Regions from separate parts of the Mus musculus genome. Here all the other regions are linked to region 7. A link is a contact called in public Hi-C, HiChIP or PLAC-seq and Micro-C data. All regions are on one chromosome and are shown on one strand. Each heading gives the region's core, a stretch centred on a gene start, on an enhancer-like site or on the middle of the called end of the contact. The rest is flanking DNA. Distances are from core to core; before and after follow the strand shown. Region 1 holds the start of Ppif (peptidylprolyl isomerase F (cyclophilin F)). Region 2 holds the start of 4931406H21Rik (RIKEN cDNA 4931406H21 gene). Region 3 overlaps Zmiz1 (zinc finger, MIZ-type containing 1). Region 4 overlaps Gm32008 (a long non-coding RNA gene). Region 5 overlaps Gm31838 (a long non-coding RNA gene). Region 6 has its middle 9.9 kb from the start of Gm41110. Region 7 has its middle 15 kb from the start of Gm32379.

Region 1 (2,700 bases), core at 36-2,535, 470 kb after region 7:
ACAACCCATCAAGGCCAGTAGCACAAAGCAGAGAGCTGTGGACCATCACAAGAGGGTTCAGGCTGCCATGTGTGAGGCGGGGAGCATGCCCTGATTTCATAGACTACTTGGACCAGCATGGCTTCTCCACACACACACACCCCCCAACTGAATCTTGGGTGGGACAGGCCAGGCTCCCCGGCTCCTAAGGCTCTCAGCTCCTTTCCTGCTCCCGCCTCTCAGGACCTTGGGACCTTGCACTGGAGATTCCCCGCTATGCTCTGAGCACACAGTCTAGGCTATGCCCATCGCTGTTGAACACAGAACAGCATTTAACAGTTAACAAATGCTTCTCTCTCTTGTTTGTTTATCCTCAGAACAGGTATGAGTAGAAAGCAGGGTAATTTCTCATCGCTTCCTTGGTTGCAGGACTGGCTGAATCCAGCAGTAGGGAACCAGGGTTTTCTAGCCCTAGTTAGAGCCTTTTTCTCTTTCTGAGCCTCAGTTTCCTAACTGTGTTGGCTCACATGCTCTCGCTGGCTGGCATTCATTTGATTCCCAGGCTGGTGCTGTGCCCAGTGCACCAGGGTTTAAAGTCCTGCCTGTGGCTCTTCTGCAGGCTCCTTTCCTTTTATATCACACACTGCCAACTTCCTGGCATCCCTAGAGAATGGTTGCTTAGGAAGTTACCTGCAGGTGTGGTGCAGTTGGCAAGGAAGTTTATTCCAGGTGAATGTAAATCTAGGGGGCATTCCAGGGGGTGTAAATCTAGCCCCGCACTCTGCTGGCCTGGCTGGAGGTGGTGGGAACAGACAAGGGCTGTCAGAGTGGGCTGGGACTGAGGCCTGGCAGATGCACTATTGGTTCGGCAAACTGTATTTTCAGTCCTGGCGGAGGATCTGGTCTCTAGAAGCAAAAGGAGACAAACTCAGCCCTGGAGCCGGCAGCCTGAGGTCACCTTGTGGGTGTCTTAGACTGTATCTCTGCTTCTCTGTTCTTTCTGTTATCTCTCCCTTTCTGAGCCACCTCAGATTCCCCCACCTACACCCCCCCACGTCTTTCTGAATCTCAGGATCAACCTTTCTCTTGATCTAGAAGCACTTTCAAAGGACTTCCGGCTCAGTGTGTAGGGATGGAGGGCGGGGCACAACGCACGAGCCGATTACGCTGCCAGCGGCAACCGGCAGGGGACGCTAGCGAACAGGTTCCGAGGGGGCGCGGCGGAGGCGTGGAGGGGGGCGTGGTCTCGAAGCCAGCCGACCAATAAAGGCGGCGGCGCGCGGCCTAGGTATCGCTTCCTGGGTCGTACGACCTTGCCTGTGTCTGCTCTGAGTTCTTCCGCGCGCCCTCGCCCGACCCGCGACAGCGATGCTAGCGCTGCGTTGCGGCCCCCGCCTGCTCGGTCTGCTCTCCGGCCCGCGCTCCGCGCCGCTGCTCCTCTCCGCGACCCGTACCTGCAGCGACGGCGGAGCCCGCGGCGCGAACTCTTCCTCCGGGAACCCGCTCGTGTACTTGGACGTGGGCGCCGATGGACAGCCGCTCGGCCGCGTGGTGCTGGAGGTGAGGCTTGGACATTTGGAAAACCTGGACTTCCCGGGCCCTGTACTGTGCCTGGCACATCAGGTGACCTTGAGCCTCAGTTTCCCTCTCTCAGAAGAGGCGGCATCAGCTTGGTCCGTTCGGGGCTTTTCAAAACCCTGGGGGGTGTGGAGGAAAAGGTCAAGGTCAGATCGTACTGAGTGACAGCCCACTGACCGGCCTGGACCGACGTTGGGCTTCCTAGACCCTCTGCGTCCGAGGTTGGACCCAGAGCTCTGGGGTGGGTAGCTGAGGTCCAGGTGTTGCCAGGTGCTCACGTGGTGGCCTGAGCGCACTCCGGATCCGCCCCCAAGGCCTGGTTGCCTAAGAGGAGACACAGGGAATGCAAGTGAGAAGGTTCTGGCTGCCCAAGCCCTCTCCATTCCCTGAGATTTGACCCTTAAAAAGAAAAGTAGGAAACAGACACCAAGGTTATCAGGAGGCCATCCCAGGAGCCTTTAGGCTGTTCTGCTTTGAACAAAGGTACCAGTTAGACTGCCGATCTACTGGGGGAGGGGAGCTGGCATTTTTTATTATGCCTCATTTTCCTCGTTTGGAAAATGAGGAGTACCTCCCCAACTCTGTTTGGTGAAGAGGGATTCTTAAGAGAAGTTGAGAGGCATGAGGCAGGCTTGGATGACGGTCCCCTCCTTCCCTTCTGTGAGCCTCAGTTTCCCCCAGCACTGAGGAAGGTCAGCTAATTCTAATGTGATACTTACTCTTGGTCCAGGGACTCATGCCGAGGGCCTCCAGCTGACATTTCTGTCCCGGAAGTGGGCCAGGATGGCACTAGTTTCTTCGGATAAGAAACTAAGGCTGTCTCAAGCAAGCTTTGGTTGGGTTCAGGAAGCAGCTGGCAGAAACGATAGTGGCTTTGGCAGTTCCGAGGAGGGTTGGTGGTCATGGAAGGGAATGGCCCTGTTCTTCTTTGTCATGATGCCCTGGCCTCTGGGTGTGAATGGTGAGGGGGATCTTTTTTGCACCTGCTTCTGGACTGACCATCCTTTTCTGTTCCTTTTCCTTCACCATAGTTAAAGGCAGATGTCGTGCCAAAGACTGCAGGTAAGGCTTACGTGGAAAGTGAGCCCGGCAAGGCTGGTGGGCTTGGCATGGAGTTAGGACTTAGATTATGACCATATGGGA
Region 2 (2,700 bases), core at 96-2,595, 360 kb after region 7:
TGCTCATGCCTGGTATGTCTGACTGTTGAGTATGAACACATGTACCTGAGGAGTCCTGTGATGGTGGAGGGGTTTCAGTGCACAGAGACCTATAGGTGTTCACAGATGTGTGTGGGTTCTGGGGGTGGTGTATGACTGTTACGGAATGGCTGAGCAGTGTGTGCACGCGCAACTAGCTGCATCTATGGGCGCCTCTCCCACCCTTCTGCCTTCTGTCTCGCCTGTCAGGAGGCCAGGCTGGGGCCTGAGAAGGCCCTGCAATGAGATCATGTTGTGAGGGGAGATGCTTTGTCAAGAATGCTACCAAAGAGTTGGGCTGTGTGCGTGGTTGTGGCAGTGAGCAGGGTGGTGACGGTGAGCAGGCTCAGGCCTGGGGGCAGCACTGTATGGCACGAAAATGAGAGAGACAGAGACGGAATGCAGAGCTGAGCACAGCCCAGACACTACAGCAAGCCGCCCAGGCAGCCGCCTCCACGTGGGGCCCTCTGATGCCCAGCCCCCAACTCTTTGTTCTGCTGCAGCCTTTAGCCTCTGCGCGCACGGGAGCAGGAGCACGCATGCGCACATGCACTTGCATCCTCATCTTGAGGCTCCTGAGGGGCCGGCTGCACCCTCCCACACCCCCCACCCCTTCCTAGATAGAAGGTCACCTGCCCAGCCCCCAGCACCTGACACATCCCAGGCTCTCCTCCAAGGCTGTAGCAATGCCCATCAGCCCCCTCCACCACCGCATGCCAGCCCAGAGTAACTTGGCAGGCTGTACTGTAATGTCAGCCTCTTGGGCGCTCACTCAGTGGTTCAGCCTTCTGTTCAGCCTACATGGGAGCGAGAAACCAGGCAGTCGCCATGTCCGAGGGTCCCCAAGAGTTGCCTGCATGCCTCCGCTGGTGTCTATGCTTGAATAGATCTATGTAGCCTCAGCTGACCCTCTGAGCAGCCAGCACATGTTGAAATAGCAGAATAGAGAATGTCAGAGCCCAGAAGGTAAGCAGCCCAGGGACCAAAGGAAAGGAAGATGCGCCCCAAGCTATCCATAATGGGGCTGGGGCACAGGTGGGGGTGCCAGCTGCTTTTTTTTTTTTTTTTGTCTTCTTTTTTCTCCCTGGCATAGCCAATGCTTGGATGCTTGGGTGGTTTAAAGGGACTATTGGTAGAATAGGCACCCAGCTACTGTGGGAGGCATCAAGAATACCCAGGCCATCCTGACAGGCACCAGCAAGCTTTTGGAGAAGGGACCACAGGAGGCAGAGGAATGATTCAAGTGGGGACAGGCAGAGGGTGTTTGCCAATCTTAACACAGCCAGGCTGCCCAGAGCTGGCTGTGGACGTGGGACTGCTGTGTGGTTTTAGGACATGCCTGTTAGTTATGTGCACTTACTTGCTCTTCGTGGAGTAGCACCATCACGCAGATGTTCTGCATCCTTTGAATGGAAACCTTGGGTCTGCATCCCCAAGATGGGTAAAGTCTACTGGGTTCTCTGACCTCTGACCTCTGTTCTAAGCACACCTTCCAGTACAGCAGCCCAGGTCCCAGAACGGGAGTGGAAATAATGTCGCTTGCTGGCTTTAAGTCCCCAGATGCATGCCTGCTCTGTTTCCCTAATGAGTCATGTGCCTGTCAGATGTCAGCTGGTCTTAGTGGAGACACTGAGACATGCCTTGCCTCTCTCTGCCTGTGATCTGTGGAAGAGGCTCTTAAGAGATACTGGGTCTCACTCTAGAGCTCTCAGTTCAGGGATAGGGGCTGGAATGGGGCCTTCTACGGCACTAGTGTGGCAGCCCCGTAGTTAATTTGTCGTGGGGCTGGGATGGGACAAAGGCACCCAAAACCAGTCAGGTCATTTCAACTTCTACCAGCCAGGGCTCTTTACACCAGGGAAGGCCGGTCATATACCAGTGTCCCATTGCTGTGGAAACAAGATTTTTTTTTGCACTCACCGAGCTGCATGGTGACTCTGAGACACCTCCGTGGTGGACAGCACTTCTGGTCTCTCATAGTGTCGTGGCTGCTATCTCTACCTTCACCCTCCCCCATAGCCTTTCTCCACCCTCTCTGCCTCTGCCCACCCCAACAGAGCATTCAGCTGCCTTCCCTTCAGCATGGAGGACAAATAGCCCCATTCAGGGGCACCCGCCAGAGCTGTCTCTCTAAGACAAAGCTGTGTGCAGCTCCCCGTGAAAAACGGCTCTTGGCTGCCCAGCGAGCAGGCAGGATTGGTGGGTGCAGATTGCAGGGGATTTGTTAGTGGCTGCCAGTTCCCCCAGAGATAGCAGGAAGGCAAGGCCTTGTCCTTGAAACACCAGCCTGCCTGGCAGGCTGGGGCACCTTCTCAAGGCCAGGGACAGACTTCCTCCTGGACACCATCCCCACCCCCACCCCCATGTGAACTCTGCAGAGCTGGGCTGTGGGGGAGGGCTTGGCTTCCTTCCTTCTGCCGGGCCTTCGCCCCTCCCAGGCCAGATCCCATGGAAATGGCTCTGGATTTTACTGCCAGCCTGTGGGAACTGACTAACCATCAGATATGTGTTGTGGCCAAAACCTGTGTTCTCTGTGCCATGGGAGAGGTCACTGGGGCTCTGTTGTTAGCACACCCATTTACAGAGGAGGAAATCGAGGCTCTGAGAGGGACAGACAGACTCCAGCCCTATAGTTCTCAGTGCTAGTGACAGAATTTGCTTGAAAGCGAGTCCAGTTTGGGC
Region 3 (2,700 bases), core at 188-2,687, 290 kb after region 7:
AGACCCAGTATGGTGAGGCAGAGCAGGGGGCCTGTTCACTCGCTGAGGCGTTGGTGCCAGGTGGGATGAATCAGTGATGTCGTTCATGGATGAATGCATACATGAATGGGTATACTTAGCATCTGCCCTTGGTTGCTGCTGCTGCTGCTGCTGCTGCTGCTGCTGCTGCTGCTTTTGGAGTCTCTCCAGCTTCTCGGTGCGGTGGCCGAGAGGACTGGTCAGGGCACAGTGCCAGCCTGTCTGGGTTCCTATCCTGGCGGTGACCTTGAGCTGTTTTCTTCGTGTCCCTCTATGTTTCCTCATCTTTTAAAATGGGTACAGCGTGTACTTCCCAGGATGTCATGAGACTAAATGAGTCAGTTGACATAAAGTACTTAGAATGGTACAGCTAATGGCCCTAAGTTAGTCGGTATTAACAGTTTCGTTACCATGATGATGATTGGCAAAGTTAGGGAGAAGCTGGCTGGAGACTTGGAGTTCCTGGGAGCTGTGGAGTGTTACAGGTAGAGAGGTGTCACAAGTTGTAATTGGGAGCTTCTCGCTATAAGTATTTCTGGTCAGTCATTTAAAGAAGCCTCACCAGAAATGGGATTTGGATCCCTGAGGATCCAGGAGTTTGTTCTGATTTTTCTAACTCTAAATAGGCATTTACAATTTTACATATTTTTTCAAGAGGGCCTCCAAAATGCCATAAACTTCAGCTGTCATAGACCTGAACTACAGTTTGCCACTGTGCCTGTTTCTGTGTCCCCCTTCACTGGTCCCAGTAGGAGGCACTGTCCCTCTTATTCTTGACCATGTGGTGTGCCCCAGGCTGAGCATGGCCTGAAGGATTGATTCCAGGCAGCCCACAGGGGGAAGGGGCCCTCAGAACACCTCCTGCCGGGGATGCGAATCACACCAAGGCCTGGCGCTAGGCCGAGTTGCTGCTGCTTTGCTAAGCTGAGGGCCACTGCAAGCAGGCTGAGACCTCGGTACTCTCTCTCCCTCCTCCCCTGTGTATGCTCTGGTGCGGGCACTGGAAGGCAGTTAGGCTATGGGAAGCAGGTTGCTGAGTTGTTGGGTTGTCGTTGGAGTAGCTGGCTGTGTGCCCAGTTTGGTGTCAGGGACCCTGTGTCCTGTGTCAGGTCATTGGCCTTGCTCAAAAGGATCTCCCTAGTCACCAAGACCACAGGATTCTCACTTGAAGGCTAAGGAGAAGATGGTGTCAGCCCCCTTATCAGTAATCTCAGAGTGAGGTATAAAGAGAACTCATAGCTCGAGAGGGCAGGACAGATAGAACTGGCTTCCAGAGGCTAGGCCGTTAGCTGGGGAAGACCCCTGGGTAGGCACTATGGACACTTGCTGCCTCCACTGGCATCAGGGCCTCTAGACCCTGCTCTGAGAGGGCCATTTATAACTCACAGCTGTGCGGTCCTGAGCCCAACTGACTGTGGTAAACCGATCTGGCTTCAGGAAGTCCCAACCCAAGGCCACTCCCAACCCGGCCCCATGCTCTCCTCACCTCCTGACACCCACATCCTGTTCTCAGCAGGAAGGCAGGCAGTGGGGCCCAGCCAGGGTCTCCAGCTGCAAAGCCCCAGATGGCCCTAGAACTGTGAGGCCCTAGAACCAACACCATCGAGGCCTATCCCAAAGACAAATATATAGGGAGACCAAGGTCAAAAGAAGGCTGGGGCCTGTGCTAGAGTCCACAGAATCAAGGCTCAGGAATGAGGTTGTAGCATCAGGGGTATGCTTGGAGCTCCTGGTATGATCCAAAGAGAGATTGATGCTTCTAGCCCCTGCCAACGATCACCAGAGGAGGCTGATGGAAGAAAGAGGAGGGCTTCAGGGAATCCTGGGAAAGGACACCATCTTGGATCCCAGACTTCAGCATTGCCATCTTCATCCAGTCGCCTCATTCTCTAGAGGTTCTTTACCAAGCCCAGAGATTGTGTAGGGCTAGGCATGGGCTGGAGAGAGGCTGCTGCTGAACGCTCCCAGCACCCGAGACCTAGGCTTTGTCATATGCTCAGGGCAGGCACTAACCTCTCTGCTTTGTTTTCTCTGCAAACACTCTTCTGCCAAAACTTCACTGTAGTGAGTTTGTAGAAATTTGGCCCAAGAAACTTAAGACATTTGTGACTAGATTCTAAAATCAGAACCCGAAAGAACATAAATTTTGTTTTATTTATTTATGCTGTGTATTTATTAAAGAATAAGAGAAATGCATTAGAAATACCTAACTATCTGTGGCTCTCCTCTGCTACACACTGAGTCTGGAGGATGGGGAGGTGGAGACAGGTAGACAGGTAGCCCTGAGGCTCAGCAGCTGGCCAGTCAAGCAGAACTGGTGAGCTCCAGGTTCAGTGAAAGACCCTGTCTCAAAAGACCAATGTGGAAAACCAGGTGTAGTGGCAGACACCTTTAATCCCACCACTAGGGAGGCAGAAGCGGGCAGATCTCCGTGAATTCAAGGCTAGCCTGGTCTTCAGAGTGAGTTCCAGGCAAGTCAGAGCTGGTAAGACATAGTAAGACACCATGTCTCAAAAACAAACACATACACACACACATACACACACAAAGAATATGGAGAGTGAATACAGAAGACACTCAACACTGACCTTATGTGCACACAAACGCATACAAAAATTAAATAAGTAAGGCTCCATGGTTAAGAGCATATACTACTCTTCCCGAGGACCTAACTTTGCTTTC
Region 4 (2,700 bases), core at 171-2,670, 400 kb before region 7:
CCCACCTCCAAACCAGAGATTTCTGTTCCCTGACCAAGATCTATGAAATTGTCACCCTGTGAACAATTCCTTGGCATTCAGAGTCAGCCGGAGGTTTTTAGAGGAACATTTGGGAGTGATTTGGGAAGTGTTGCTGTTCCCTTGTCCTTTGCGAGCGAGCTGGTGAAGCCAGAGCAGGGAGGGAAAAGCTCCAGAGCCATCCCTCCCACGCATCTGGGAAGGTAGAGCGGGCTCCACTGCCCCTGCCTCCCCCGGGCAGGATTTACAGCCCACAGCTTGCAGATGACTGAGGAGAATATGGAAAGCTGGGTAATGATGTGGGAGAGAACACTCCCTAGCGCTGACGTGGGCTTCTCTGCACCAGAGACCCGAAGAGTGTGTAATTGAAGCATGCGCTCTGGATGGTTACAGCAACCACAGTCTTCATGATAGTACCTCCAATCTCCCCTCAGCTCCAGGGGAATGTGGAGGCAGGAGCCAGAGCCTGGTGAAAGGCAGACCCTTTCACCATTGGACTAGGAGCTTGGACTTCTACAAGAACCCAGGGTCTCAAAAAAAAAAAAATCTACAAGGAAGACAGAGTTTGCCCTCAACATTCCCTTTCCACAAAATGCAGTCCTGATCGGTGGTTGGAATGTGGCGAAAAAAAAAAAAAGGTAGTCTGAGGGGAGATGCCAGTGTGAAGTCTGAGCATTAAGGATACACCATCTTTAAAACACTATCTCTAGCTATAAGTATGTCCTGGGATATTCAGGAGATCCTTGCATTTATTTTTAATGAATATGTTAGAGAATGACAGGGGTACATGAAGGCTTCTAGGGCAAGTGAGGGAGGCTCTGTCATAGCATGGCCTGTATCCATCTCGTGGATTTCTGTCCCAGAAGGCAGCTATGGGAACAGTGCAGTCTAAGCCCATGGGAGAAGAGGCAGGGAATGGAACTGGGGGTGCTTAGGTGAGCATCGATTCTCACCTTCAGGTCCCTAAAGGTGGAAGGAGAACATCCTAGCCTTTGAAAGGAGAGTTAAATCCGATGGGGTAGAATCCATGGGCATAGGTGGCATCTAACTCCTAACAGCTACTTACATTCATTAATATTTACTCTGTACTGGGCACTGTCATTATTGCTGCAGAGGATGCTGTCATTATTGCTACAGATACTGAGGCTCATTCTTGAGGCTTCCACAAATGACCACAAACTTGGTTGTATAGAAATAACAGCGTCTTCTCTCATAGCACCAAAGTGCCAACTCAAGTTTGGTATTAAGATTTCACTGCTGGGACTAAATACATGAAGAAACCAACTTAAAGGGGGGCTTGGATTACTGTGGATTGTGCTTGTACAACCATGGGTGGCTGGCTCTGTTGTCATGTGCCAGCGACTAGGATGAATCCCACGTGGTGGGAGAAAGCTGCTCTGTCTCATGGCAACTGGGAAACAAAGGGACAGAGATCAGAGAAAGGACCAGGCACAAAGGCAAGTGCACACTCCCAATGACCTACTTTCCCAGCTGAGGTACTGCCTCTCAGTGTCCCCAACTTCCCAATAATGTCATCAAATTAGGAGTCATCCATTGATGGGGTCAAGGTCCTCATGAGGTAGTCAGTTCCCCAAAGTCTCTAACCATTGCTTAAGGACCAAGCTTTAACAACTCATGACCTTTGTGGGTATAGGACAGCAATATCTTTGTGAACTTGGAAAGGGTGTCTTTCCTTGTTCTCCCAACTTCTGGTGGCTTACTGCAGTCTTTGGCTGTCTTTGGCTGTCCTTGGCTGCCCTTGGCTGCCCCTGGCTTGAAGTTGCTGCCTCTGTCTTCTCAGTGCTGGCTCCACCATGACTGGATCCGAACATCGAGCCATTCTGGTACCCTAGCATGACAGGGTCTCAGGATCCATAAGTGATTGACATTCCTGAAGACCTGTATCTCTATCCCAAACCATGTCATATCCACATATCCTAGGTAGACATTCATTTGGGGGAGTATTAGTGACTGAATGTTTCATATATTAAGATTCATACATTGAAGCCTCAATACCTAGTGAGATCATAATTGAATATGGGGCTTTCATAAGGTAAATTTGGGTTAGGTAAGGTCTCAGGGGAGACCTCTGGATGGACTGGTAATTTCATAACAAAAGGTTATACAAAGAAGCGTTCCTGTGACTACACAGCACACAGCCTGAGACAAGTATATTAGCCTGGGAACAAAGTCTACTCAGCATCACCTTGATGTTAGATTTCTGGTCACTGGCATTGCGGGAAATAAATCACATTCTTGAAATACAATCTATGGTTGTGTTTTGATAGCAGACTACACTAAATAGTAGGGACCTCTGTTCAACCACTGGTACAGAGAAGCCAGCAGCAGAAGAGACCAAAGGTTTTACCCCTTCCCCAAGGCCTCAAAAGGGTTCTTCATTTTTTAGCAGGCAAGGTGTTTCCCTCGGGATGGGCTCTCATATAGCCCAGGCTGATCTCAACCATGAAATGTAGACAAGGCTGATACTGAAACTCCCAGTCTTCCTTCCTCTATCTTCCCATTGGTATGATAACAGGCACTTACCATCATGCCCTATTGGTATGGATTTCTCTTGTGGGTTCCAGCTGGTTTTACTGATCTGGGAATCGGGTGATATGTCAGAATCTCTTTGAGTCTTGGGATTCCCCAGTAGCTCTTGGACCGTGCTCACTGTATTCCATC
Region 5 (2,700 bases), core at 69-2,568, 430 kb before region 7:
GTCCACTCCAAAGAGGTTGGTGAAGACATGCACTCGTCTGGCCTCCATAAGGATCAATCAGAACTAGGACTGGTAGAGATGGCTGAGGATGTAATGGGCTAATAGTGCCTGTATCACTTCAAAGAGACACCTAGAGCCAATGGAGCACAGTGGAAGGAGGACAGGGAGCAGAAAGCCCTCTCATCTCCCCACTAAGTATTTTCAGAAGAGTGTCTAGGACATAGTGGGGCCTTGGGCCTGGTTACTAGTTGTTGGGTTGAGTTTACTGGTTGGCAATGTAGACCTATGTCTCCAGCTTTTGTGACCTTCTCTTTGTAGTTCTGAGAACTACATTTCCAAGGATCTTTGAATGAATTTTATAATATTTCAACAGGAGGCAATGGTGTAAGATTCAGAAGTGGAAAGGAAGCAGAAGCCATATCATTGTCCTCCTGCTAGAATGGGCAGATGGGTGGGACTAGGTAGATAGGATACTTTAAAGACACTAGAAGAGATGCTTGTAGTCCCCACAGCAGTGTCTGCTGGTCCTGCAACATCTTCCTTTTTGTACAGAACCTTTACACTTGATGTACCAGCACTGTTCATTTGTCTGTCTGTCCCCGGTGTTCTGTATCAGTTAGAAACCACCCTCCTACTTAGGTGTTGAAAGTGACAGTTATATACTTAACCCACCACACTGTGGATTGGACTGGAGCCTGGGCTGGGCTCCGCAGATTGCTTCGCTGGTCTTGGTGGAGCGCACTCACGCATCTGTATCTGTTTACAAGGTGACCCATCTGCTGATTGGTTGGATGGTCTCTCATTGCATAGCAGTAACTGAGCTTAGCCATGGGTTCATGCAGTGCACTGTGCAGGGTTCCAGGAGGGTTGGTGGGGAAATGTCAGGTCTCTTGAGGCTTCAGCTTATTAATAGTATGACATCTGTCATATTTTCTTAAGCAAGCTAAGTCACATGACCTACCCTCATCTAAACTCCCATCGTGTTAGGTACAGAACGGAGGGAAATCATGGCCAGTGTTACAATTTACCCACTTCTTATATTAAATCCTTTCCTGCTTGAAAGAGCTGGGTGGCTCCTGTTTTTCTGACAGGTACAGTATCAATGTACATCCAGACAGCAATCAGAGAGAGGAGGCAGCCCCCACCCCCTTCCCTCACTGTGATTTTGTTTTGTTTCAGTTACTTGTTGACTAACCATGTCCTGGAATTATTAAATGGAAAATTCCAGGCATAAATGTTTCAAATTGTGTGCTACTCTGAGTAGCATGAAGTAATCCTGCCATTGTGCTCAGTTCTGCCTGGGATGTGATTGGTTCCTTTGTCCCGCGTATCCACACTGTGTATACTACCCTCCCACTAGTCATAACCATCTCAGTGGTCACGTCAGCTGTTGCAGTAGTGCAGATGTGTGTACAAGAAGCGTGCGATGAGATGCCTTTGAAGAGGGAGAAGGACATATTAATGCCACCTTTGTTACATCATGTTAAACTGCTGCATTTTATCATTAGTTAATATTGTTAATCTCTCCCTGACTGGGCCTCACTTCATAGAGTCCCTTGCTTTTCTCTCCAAAGTGGATGAAGTTAAACTCATTGCGAACAGAGTAATGGTTGCAAAAGATGTTTGAATGAGTTCATGGCCATAGCCTGTGTTTGTGTAAAACCTCCCACCCAGGGGGCTGATGGAGCAGGGCCAAGGGGCAGGGATCTCCTGATGGGAAAGAAACTGGAAAGATGTTTGTCAGTGTTTCTCTATCCGCCCGAGTTCCCTGGAACATTTGGGGACGTACAGTTGCCAGCCAAACCTTCCATTTGAGGCCTCTGTGTTGGACTCACCCCAGAGTTTGGGAAAGGCCTAGAATTGCGAGAGCCAAGACAAACTGGAGGGCTGGCATTTCCTTTGCACTCCTCCCATCTGCCCTCTTGGCTCTGGGTGTGGTGAGGCCCTGTGGATCCTGGCTTGCATCCTCCCAGGCCTCATGGGCACAGTCTCTTGCAGGACCACTCCCCAGCTCCTCGTTACACCCCAACTCAAGCTGGCCGTGAGTCACAGGGATAATGAGCCCGTAAATAAATTCCTCCTGCATCAGCTCATAGGGCTGGAGGTTAGGCTGGGGATGTGGCCAGGGCAGGCACAGAGATGCAAATATCCCCTCTCTTCTCTCTAGGGCACACATGCAGAGGGTGCTGAAAGCATCAGAGATCCCTAGACTCCTCCATTGGCATCTCACACAGGGGGCAGAGAACCTGGATCCACACTTCTGTAGCCTGGTCTGTTTTCAGAGCCCAGCTCTGGGGGAGGTTGGCGTCTGGCATCCAGGCTCTGCGTATGCAGTAGGGTGTAACCAGGCAGGGTGGGGCAGGAGCTTCTGAGAATCAGGGGCTGGCTTCAGGATGGCTGGACTCTGCGACTAGACTACAAGGGAAGAGGCTGTAGACCACCACCAGAGGCTGGGGACCTGCTAATGCACATCAAAGGGCAGAAGCATGAGGTGGGGCCAGGGCTTGATTGGTAATCTTTTGAGACCCTGTCACAGCGCCTTTTGTCTCTGAACTGTGTGGAAGACAACCATTCTGCTTTGGTGTCTGGCTATGTTTGTTTATCCTTAGGTCCTTCCAGCAGCCTTTCTAAAACATGCTTGGAATAAAACCATGGAAGAGTTCCCTACATCAGTAACAACACCAGTACCGTTTCACATCA
Region 6 (2,700 bases), core at 175-2,674, 330 kb before region 7:
CCTCTAAAATATTAGAATGCTGGGTAGACACCACCATGACCAACATTATTTTCTTTTGCAGTGCCCCAACACTTCTCAGAGCTAGACCCAAATCACTTAGGGAACATTTGTGCCTCAGTAACTTGTGAGACAACTGAAAAAGCAATGTACACAGACTGTAAGAAAACAGGAATTTAAATTACATTCCCTTTAAATTATAGACAAGCAAGTGGCACATCTATTTATGCTTTTTTTGTATTTTATTTTTGTTTGTTATTGTTGTTGCTGTTGCTGCTACTGCTGTTGGTGGTGTGTGTGTGTACATGCACGCACGCATGCACACACGCATGTGCATGTTCATGCATGGCTGGTGTGTAGAGGTCAGAGGATAACTTGAGTTATTTCTTATCTTCCACTCTTGCTCAGTCTGTCTTCTTATCAACCCAGGGCCGTCTGCCCAGGGGTTGCACTGCCCACAGTGGGCTGGGTCCTCCCACATCAGCCACTAATCAAGAAAATGCTCCATGGGGTTGCCGACAGGCCAATCTGATGCAGACATTCTCTCCACTAAGGTTACCTCTTCCCAACTGACCTAGCTTGTGCCAAGTTGACAGAAAACTAAACAGCAATTAGAGCGGCCAGAGAAGAATCTCTCAAAGTTGGGGCATCCTCAAAGGTCTCTAGTAAGATGGAAGATGGATAGCGTGAAGTCCCTTGAGCAAGTAGTTAGTGTCGCTTCAGTCCTGAGTTCTAGCCCCGTGAGCCCCCTTCCACAAACTGCTTTAGGCAGCAGTATGGCTAATAAAATATGGAGAGAGGTCTCTGGTTGGATCGCTGAGAAATGTCTCCCTCAAGCTACAGAAGTTCTGGTGCTGGCAGCTCCGGAGACTGTGACGGCACCCAGAACTGCAGCTGCCATTTTGACTCCGGCGAGGAAACAATTCAGACTACAGAGGGGGAAAAATGTAAGGTAGCTGGCTTCAGTGACATGCTTGAACACTGAGTCCTGGAAGTACCCATCTCTGGACTTCCTACTGTGGGAGCTGATACCTTTCCAGAACTTTCAAGCCCTGGAAATCTGGGTTTCCTGTTGACCACTACTCACCAGTCTCCTTCCGGGTAATCCAACAATGTACATTTAGGAAACAATTCTTTTTATTCAGAGTCTCTGAGGAAGCCCATGATTCTTGGCTCACCCTGGATCGGTGCAGTTTGCCAAATTCCCTTCTCTGAGGAAACCTTTTTTTTTTTCCATAGAACCCAATTATATCTCACAGAACACACGTGTGCCAAAAACCACACTTCTGAAAAGCTGCCTTACATCCCGTCTCAGCGGCCCCCAGCCCCCACCGGCCTGCAGAAGCCTGTGCACACAGACTCCCACCTCAGCACAGAGCCCACATGTGTTTCTGCTCAGTGGGGGAGACTAAACGGAGCCAGATGTACCTGGGCAGCCCACAGCAGAAGCAATGATTTAACATCCTAGGTATGTGGGGATTAGCTTGCCTCAGAGCTCCCATGGAGGGGAGGGCCTTGCTTGCTGGCCTGCTAATGGATTCAGCAGAGATGCCTCACAGGCCGGACACAGCGTGTGGCATGTTTTGTGTAACATGGAGTATGCACGACACGTTCTGCCCATGACTATGCTGGTGTATATGCCTGTAGTGGTGCGCAGTGGAGCTGCATCTGCAAGCACTGTGCGTATGACAGCTGTGGCCATGATGGCTGTGCTGTGACTGAGACGTTTTGATGAGTCTGTCCGTGGTAACTGTATTTTGTTCCTGGGATGACCACCACTGCCTTTCCATGGCTCCTGGAACAGGACCTGCTTTTTCCACTGAGGAGCCCTCTGGGAAGCTTCCCATCTGCCTTGTTCTTTCTTAGCCCCGCCTGAGGATCCCCGACCCCACTGGGTTGTGTTTTTGTTTTTGTTTGTTTGTTTTTACTGCATGACCAGCCATTTATGCAAGACCATGGTCATCCCTCCCAAACTGGAGCTCAGAGACCACTCAACACATGATTTCCAAATGGCATCCTTTGGGGTTCTTTGGTGTTTGCAATGTACTTGAGCCAGGCTTGTGTAGGGATGAAGAAGGCCAAGGCCCCTGTCTTAATCAGACCATGCTAGCCCTTGTTTATTCTCTCTATCCAGGAAAACCAGTTAAGCTACTGACTGGCTGTCCTGTATCTTACCACAGATGAGGTCTTTTCCCTCGGAATGTTCTAGAATCCCTGGAGAGTCGTGGGCCAATGGAGGGGGTCAGGCCAGGCAAGGGGAGATACAGCCCACAAAGTCAGCTCTTTATTCTCCCAGTTGGCTTTGCCTGGTGTGACCCAGGAAAAGGGGGCCTGCCCTGTGTGTCTGCCATGCAGTCGGGCAGCCACAGACAGCATGCTTTTCAAATTCTGGGCCCCTGGCAAGGAAGCAGGAGGCAGGCAAGAGCTGAGTACAACCTCGGAGGTAGCCTGGGTTTTATTTGCTCAGCTGTGGTCAAAGGCCAATGCTGGCCACCCACACCGGGCTCGGCAATTTCACCTGAGGACAACTGTACTTTTAACTCCCGAGGTCCTGTGATGCCAAGGGTATGGATTGGCATAGGTCCGGCAGTAGGTGCTTCTAGGGACTCCCTTAGGCACAGTGGACACATGCCTGTGGCCCGATACTCTTGGCACCCACCAAAACATAATGGTTTTATTTCTCTTAAAATGAAAAGAAGCAAA
Region 7 (2,700 bases), core at 120-2,619:
AGTCTCGCTGGCAGAATCCCAGAACTGCAGTGCTGAGGGACCTGGAAGAAGTCTTTGAAGTCTCCCTCATACGGAGCTGCAGAAAGAGGCTTGTTGTCTTATGCAGAGAGCAGTTGAAGATATCAAAGGGAAGATAGGATGTTAAATTTGAGTGATCAATGTTTAATAGTCAGGGTTGTAAGCTGTCACGAGGGATGCAGTGGGTGGGAAGCCTCACGTACTGTAGGATTTGAGATGACACTGCCCCGGGCTGTGGAGGAGCCCTCTGGCATCCCTGTAAATAGGGAGGACAGATCAAGAGGTACAGGGGTGAGCCCACACTCCTCTGCCTGGCTGCTTATGTGGGGGGCATTGCATAGAATAGGGATGTTTTGGGTGGAAGTAAACCCTCAGATTCTGACCAAGCAGCAACCAATCATACAAATATTGGTCTCTTCTCAACAGGACGGTTAAGGGCCCCCAGAAAGGTAGAGAGGGGTCCACCTTGGATTAAGGAGACCTGAGGATCCAGCCCTTGTCAGGGATAACTTCAACATTGCACTGAAACTTCTCTGGGCAGAAATAGGAGGCTGCATGGACTCTGGGAGAAATGGATGCTAAAGGGGGTGGGACCTTCCTCTGTAGGACAGTCTCAGGGGCAGAGCCTGCCCTTCTGGGTCTCCTAGCATCTATGATGTCTGTTGCCATTCACAAGAGCTTGGAGGAATGTCAGCTCCCTTGCTTTGTGATATCCAGACCCTAGCAGATGGGGTGAGCTCCCCCAACCCAGGCCCTCTGTCAGTCACCCTCACAGGTTGTTCTGTGGCAGGGAACACGGCTCCCTCTGGTCCCTCCCCTGGAGCTCATATGCACGGCTGTGGAGTGACAGGGCTGAGGACCAGAAGGAGCGAGCTCCCTAAAAGCTTTCTTGGCTGAAGAGCAAGAGACAGGCTGGGCTGTCCCCACAGGCAGCCCTCATCTGTTCCCAAATTCGGGCATCCCCAGAGAGCATCAGGAAGGGCTTGGAGGAGTGGAGATGCAGACTGACTGACAGAAGAACAAATCCTGAAACTCCAGCCCCTGTGCCTGGCTAGGCAGGGGCCTCCAGACCTCACATGGCTGCCTGCCACCTCCTGAGCAAAACACAATTTCACGACTCTTTGGGGGATAAAGGATTTTATTTACCTCTTTTCAAAAGCTTCAGAATTCTTCCTGAACATCAAATAACTCCTGGCAAACACATCCTGATGAGTAACACGAAGTGAAATAGAACCAGATGGGCTGACTCGCTCTGGGCTTGCGCGGGAGGGGGAAGGGCGGATCTCACTCACAGAGAGGCTGGGCTGTGGGCCACAGGAAGTGCATCAGGAGGGGGGCACAGCCTTCCAAGCAGGGAGGGGACAAAGTCCCCTGGACTTTGCCGGAGATGGAGTCACACTGCCTGCCATCTGGCTTTGTTGGGAAGAGAAAAGAAATGGGGTTTCCGGCAGCCTGTTGGTGGCACCCCAGCAGTGTGGATCATGCCAAGCCTGGCATCTATGGCACTTGGGACCCAGGGGACTCTGAGACATAAGCTCCTGTGATAGGGAGATTGGATGGCCAGTGTATTTAGAATCCTCTAAGAACCTCCTGAGGACTCCGCGAATTATCCAAACAAGAGTGCTCTCTCTCTCTCTCTCTCTCTCTCTCTCTCTCTCTCTCTCTCTCTCTCTCTCTCTCTCTTGATTTGGTTCCACTCAGCTGAAACACACCATTTCCCAGCCTCTTTTCAAGAGGAAGCACTGTAGCAGCCCTGACCAGTGGGAAGCAGCTAGTGTCTAAGCCACTCCTTCCTTGTGCCATCCTTGACCTCCAGGAGGGAGGCTACAGCTGGAGCTGGAGTTCCACGGATGAGATGAGCAAGTCTGGTGGGGCAGGGAGCCTGAACCGCACATGCTCTGTGGAGCCACTGACTTATCCTTGAACATCTCTGGCCTTGTGCCTATCCGTGAGGATGTGCTGCTGTGGGGTTAGGCAGACGATATTAGGGTTCTCTGGATCCTGACACCAGACCAGTGGCTCCAGTCCCAGGGAAGCAGTCCTAGCAATCCAGACTGCATCAACTAATCTCTTATGCTCCAGAGACTCCCATGCCTCATGTAGCTGTCCCAGTTGCCTTAGGGGTCTCCTGCCCAACTCCTTCAGGAGGCTCTTGCCACTTCCACGGCAGCAGAGGCCACTAGCCCCAGTGTTCAGCCTGCCGCGCCCCCCCCCCCCCCGTGACCTCTCCAGACGGTAGCCTGTCTTTTAAGAGCAGAATGTTAAAACTGAGGGTACCGACCCTCTAGCTTATCTGGGTGTGGTCATCTTAACATGGGGTTAGATAAAATGAAACTTGTGTGTGGCAAACCAGGCCATGTTAGTCACCCAGGGTGGTAAGAGAGCCACATGGGAACTTGGAAAGCTTATCCATTGATTTTTTTTTTCTGGCATGGACTTTAACGGCAGGATCTCTTAGATGACAAACATCTGAAGCAGAACTTTTACATGTAAGGCAGACTCTGACGGGCCTCTTCTGGGAAGTCCTGGAGATTCTGCAGAGCACTGTTGGAAGTCACCGTGGCTGAAAGCAAAGGAAAATGCAGACAGCTAGCAAGCTGGGCAGAGCTGGGAACAGCAGCAGAGTTTGACTGCTAGTGGTTCCCAGCTCCTCCACACCAAAGGCCCCAATATTGGACACAT

What was found. Hi-C and Micro-C count contacts between places; a contact is called where the count stands out from the background. HiChIP or PLAC-seq counts read pairs in DNA pulled down with a chosen protein or histone mark.
Region 1: a contact with region 7 is called in a Hi-C map of the N1E-115 cell line, with 5 times the contacts expected there. The contact joins the promoter of Ppif here to the enhancer-like site in region 7. A contact is called at or near these places in 4 of 39 promoter capture datasets (the 3T3-L1 cell line, cranial neural crest and stem cell-derived epiblast-like cells), 2 of 484 Hi-C or Micro-C datasets (the N1E-115 cell line and muscle stem cells) and 1 of 115 datasets of contacts at active chromatin or transcription factors (bone marrow-derived macrophages).
Region 2: an H3K4me3 HiChIP or PLAC-seq map of embryonic basal ganglia shows a contact between it and region 7, with 3 times the contacts expected there. The contact joins the promoter of 4931406H21Rik here to the enhancer-like site in region 7. A contact is called at or near these places in 3 of 484 Hi-C or Micro-C datasets (large pre-B cells, myocytes and nephron progenitors), 1 of 115 datasets of contacts at active chromatin or transcription factors (embryonic basal ganglia) and 1 of 9 other capture datasets (embryonic stem cells).
Region 3: a contact with region 7 is called in a Hi-C map of the N1E-115 cell line, with 2.4 times the contacts expected there. The contact joins two enhancer-like sites. A contact is called at or near these places in 2 of 39 promoter capture datasets (the 3T3-L1 cell line and hippocampal neurons), 2 of 484 Hi-C or Micro-C datasets (the N1E-115 cell line and embryonic fibroblasts) and 3 of 115 datasets of contacts at active chromatin or transcription factors (double positive thymocytes, fibro-adipogenic progenitors and pancreatic cancer cells).
Region 4: a Hi-C map of the N1E-115 cell line shows a contact between it and region 7, with 8 times the contacts expected there. The contact joins two enhancer-like sites. A contact is called at or near these places in 1 of 39 promoter capture datasets (the 3T3-L1 cell line) and 2 of 484 Hi-C or Micro-C datasets (the N1E-115 cell line and uterus).
Region 5: an H3K27ac HiChIP or PLAC-seq map of the NIH/3T3 cell line shows a contact between it and region 7, with 4 times the contacts expected there. The contact joins two enhancer-like sites. A contact is called at or near these places in 1 of 39 promoter capture datasets (the 3T3-L1 cell line), 6 of 484 Hi-C or Micro-C datasets (cerebellar granule neurons, cerebellum, cortical neurons and 2 more) and 4 of 115 datasets of contacts at active chromatin or transcription factors (the NIH/3T3 cell line, embryonic fibroblasts, fibro-adipogenic progenitors and 1 more).
Region 6: a Micro-C map of palatal mesenchyme shows a contact between it and region 7, with 2.3 times the contacts expected there. The contact joins two enhancer-like sites. A contact is called at or near these places in 1 of 39 promoter capture datasets (the 3T3-L1 cell line), 3 of 484 Hi-C or Micro-C datasets (cerebral cortex, embryonic fibroblasts and palatal mesenchyme) and 1 of 115 datasets of contacts at active chromatin or transcription factors (the NIH/3T3 cell line).

The regions. Positions count from the first base shown.
Region 1 is chr14:25,692,885-25,695,584 of GRCm38.p6, forward strand. Ppif (peptidylprolyl isomerase F (cyclophilin F)) reads left to right here and starts at 1,286. Exons shown (of 6, transcript NM_134084.1): 1 at 1,286-1,539; 2 at 2,589-2,619. The coding sequence starts at 1,348.
Region 2 is chr14:25,585,459-25,588,158 of GRCm38.p6, forward strand. It overlaps 4931406H21Rik (RIKEN cDNA 4931406H21 gene), which reads left to right and starts at 1,346. Exons shown (of 1, transcript NR_033492.1): 1 at 1,346-2,700. The region is part of intron 6 of Zmiz1 (zinc finger, MIZ-type containing 1); the gene reads left to right. Gm32497 (a long non-coding RNA gene) reads right to left here. Exons shown (of 4, transcript XR_003951081.1): 4 at 1-2,700. RefSeq lists an enhancer at 1-2,700.
Region 3 is chr14:25,515,929-25,518,628 of GRCm38.p6, forward strand. The region is part of intron 2 of Zmiz1 (zinc finger, MIZ-type containing 1); the gene reads left to right. Among named protein-coding and RNA genes, the nearest start is that of Mir3075, 17 kb to the right of the region's middle. Within about 2 kb of position 1,438, at least 190 of the 459 cell types and tissues checked have an H3K27ac peak or open chromatin away from gene starts, as enhancers often do. A contact at or near this core is called in the N1E-115 cell line, embryonic fibroblasts and pancreatic cancer cells, where this site is marked.
Region 4 is chr14:24,823,106-24,825,805 of GRCm38.p6, forward strand. The region is part of intron 2 of Gm32008 (a long non-coding RNA gene); the gene reads left to right. Among named protein-coding and RNA genes, the nearest start is that of Gm31951, 5.9 kb to the right of the region's middle. Within about 2 kb of position 1,421, at least 48 of the 459 cell types and tissues checked have an H3K27ac peak or open chromatin away from gene starts, as enhancers often do. A contact at or near this core is called in the N1E-115 cell line and uterus, where this site is marked.
Region 5 is chr14:24,791,778-24,794,477 of GRCm38.p6, forward strand. The region is part of intron 3 of Gm31838 (a long non-coding RNA gene); the gene reads left to right. Among named protein-coding and RNA genes, the nearest start is that of Gm31838, 12 kb to the left of the region's middle. Within about 2 kb of position 1,319, at least 104 of the 459 cell types and tissues checked have an H3K27ac peak or open chromatin away from gene starts, as enhancers often do. A contact at or near this core is called in the NIH/3T3 cell line, cerebellar granule neurons, cerebellum and 3 more, where this site is marked.
Region 6 is chr14:24,899,472-24,902,171 of GRCm38.p6, forward strand. No RefSeq gene overlaps it. Among named protein-coding and RNA genes, the nearest start is that of Gm41110, 9.9 kb to the left of the region's middle. Within about 2 kb of position 1,425, at least 54 of the 459 cell types and tissues checked have an H3K27ac peak or open chromatin away from gene starts, as enhancers often do. A contact at or near this core is called in cerebral cortex, embryonic fibroblasts and palatal mesenchyme, where this site is marked.
Region 7 is chr14:25,225,407-25,228,106 of GRCm38.p6, forward strand. No RefSeq gene overlaps it. Among named protein-coding and RNA genes, the nearest start is that of Gm32379, 15 kb to the left of the region's middle. Within about 2 kb of position 1,370, at least 221 of the 459 cell types and tissues checked have an H3K27ac peak or open chromatin away from gene starts, as enhancers often do. A contact at or near this core is called in the N1E-115 cell line, the NIH/3T3 cell line, cerebellar granule neurons and 10 more, where this site is marked.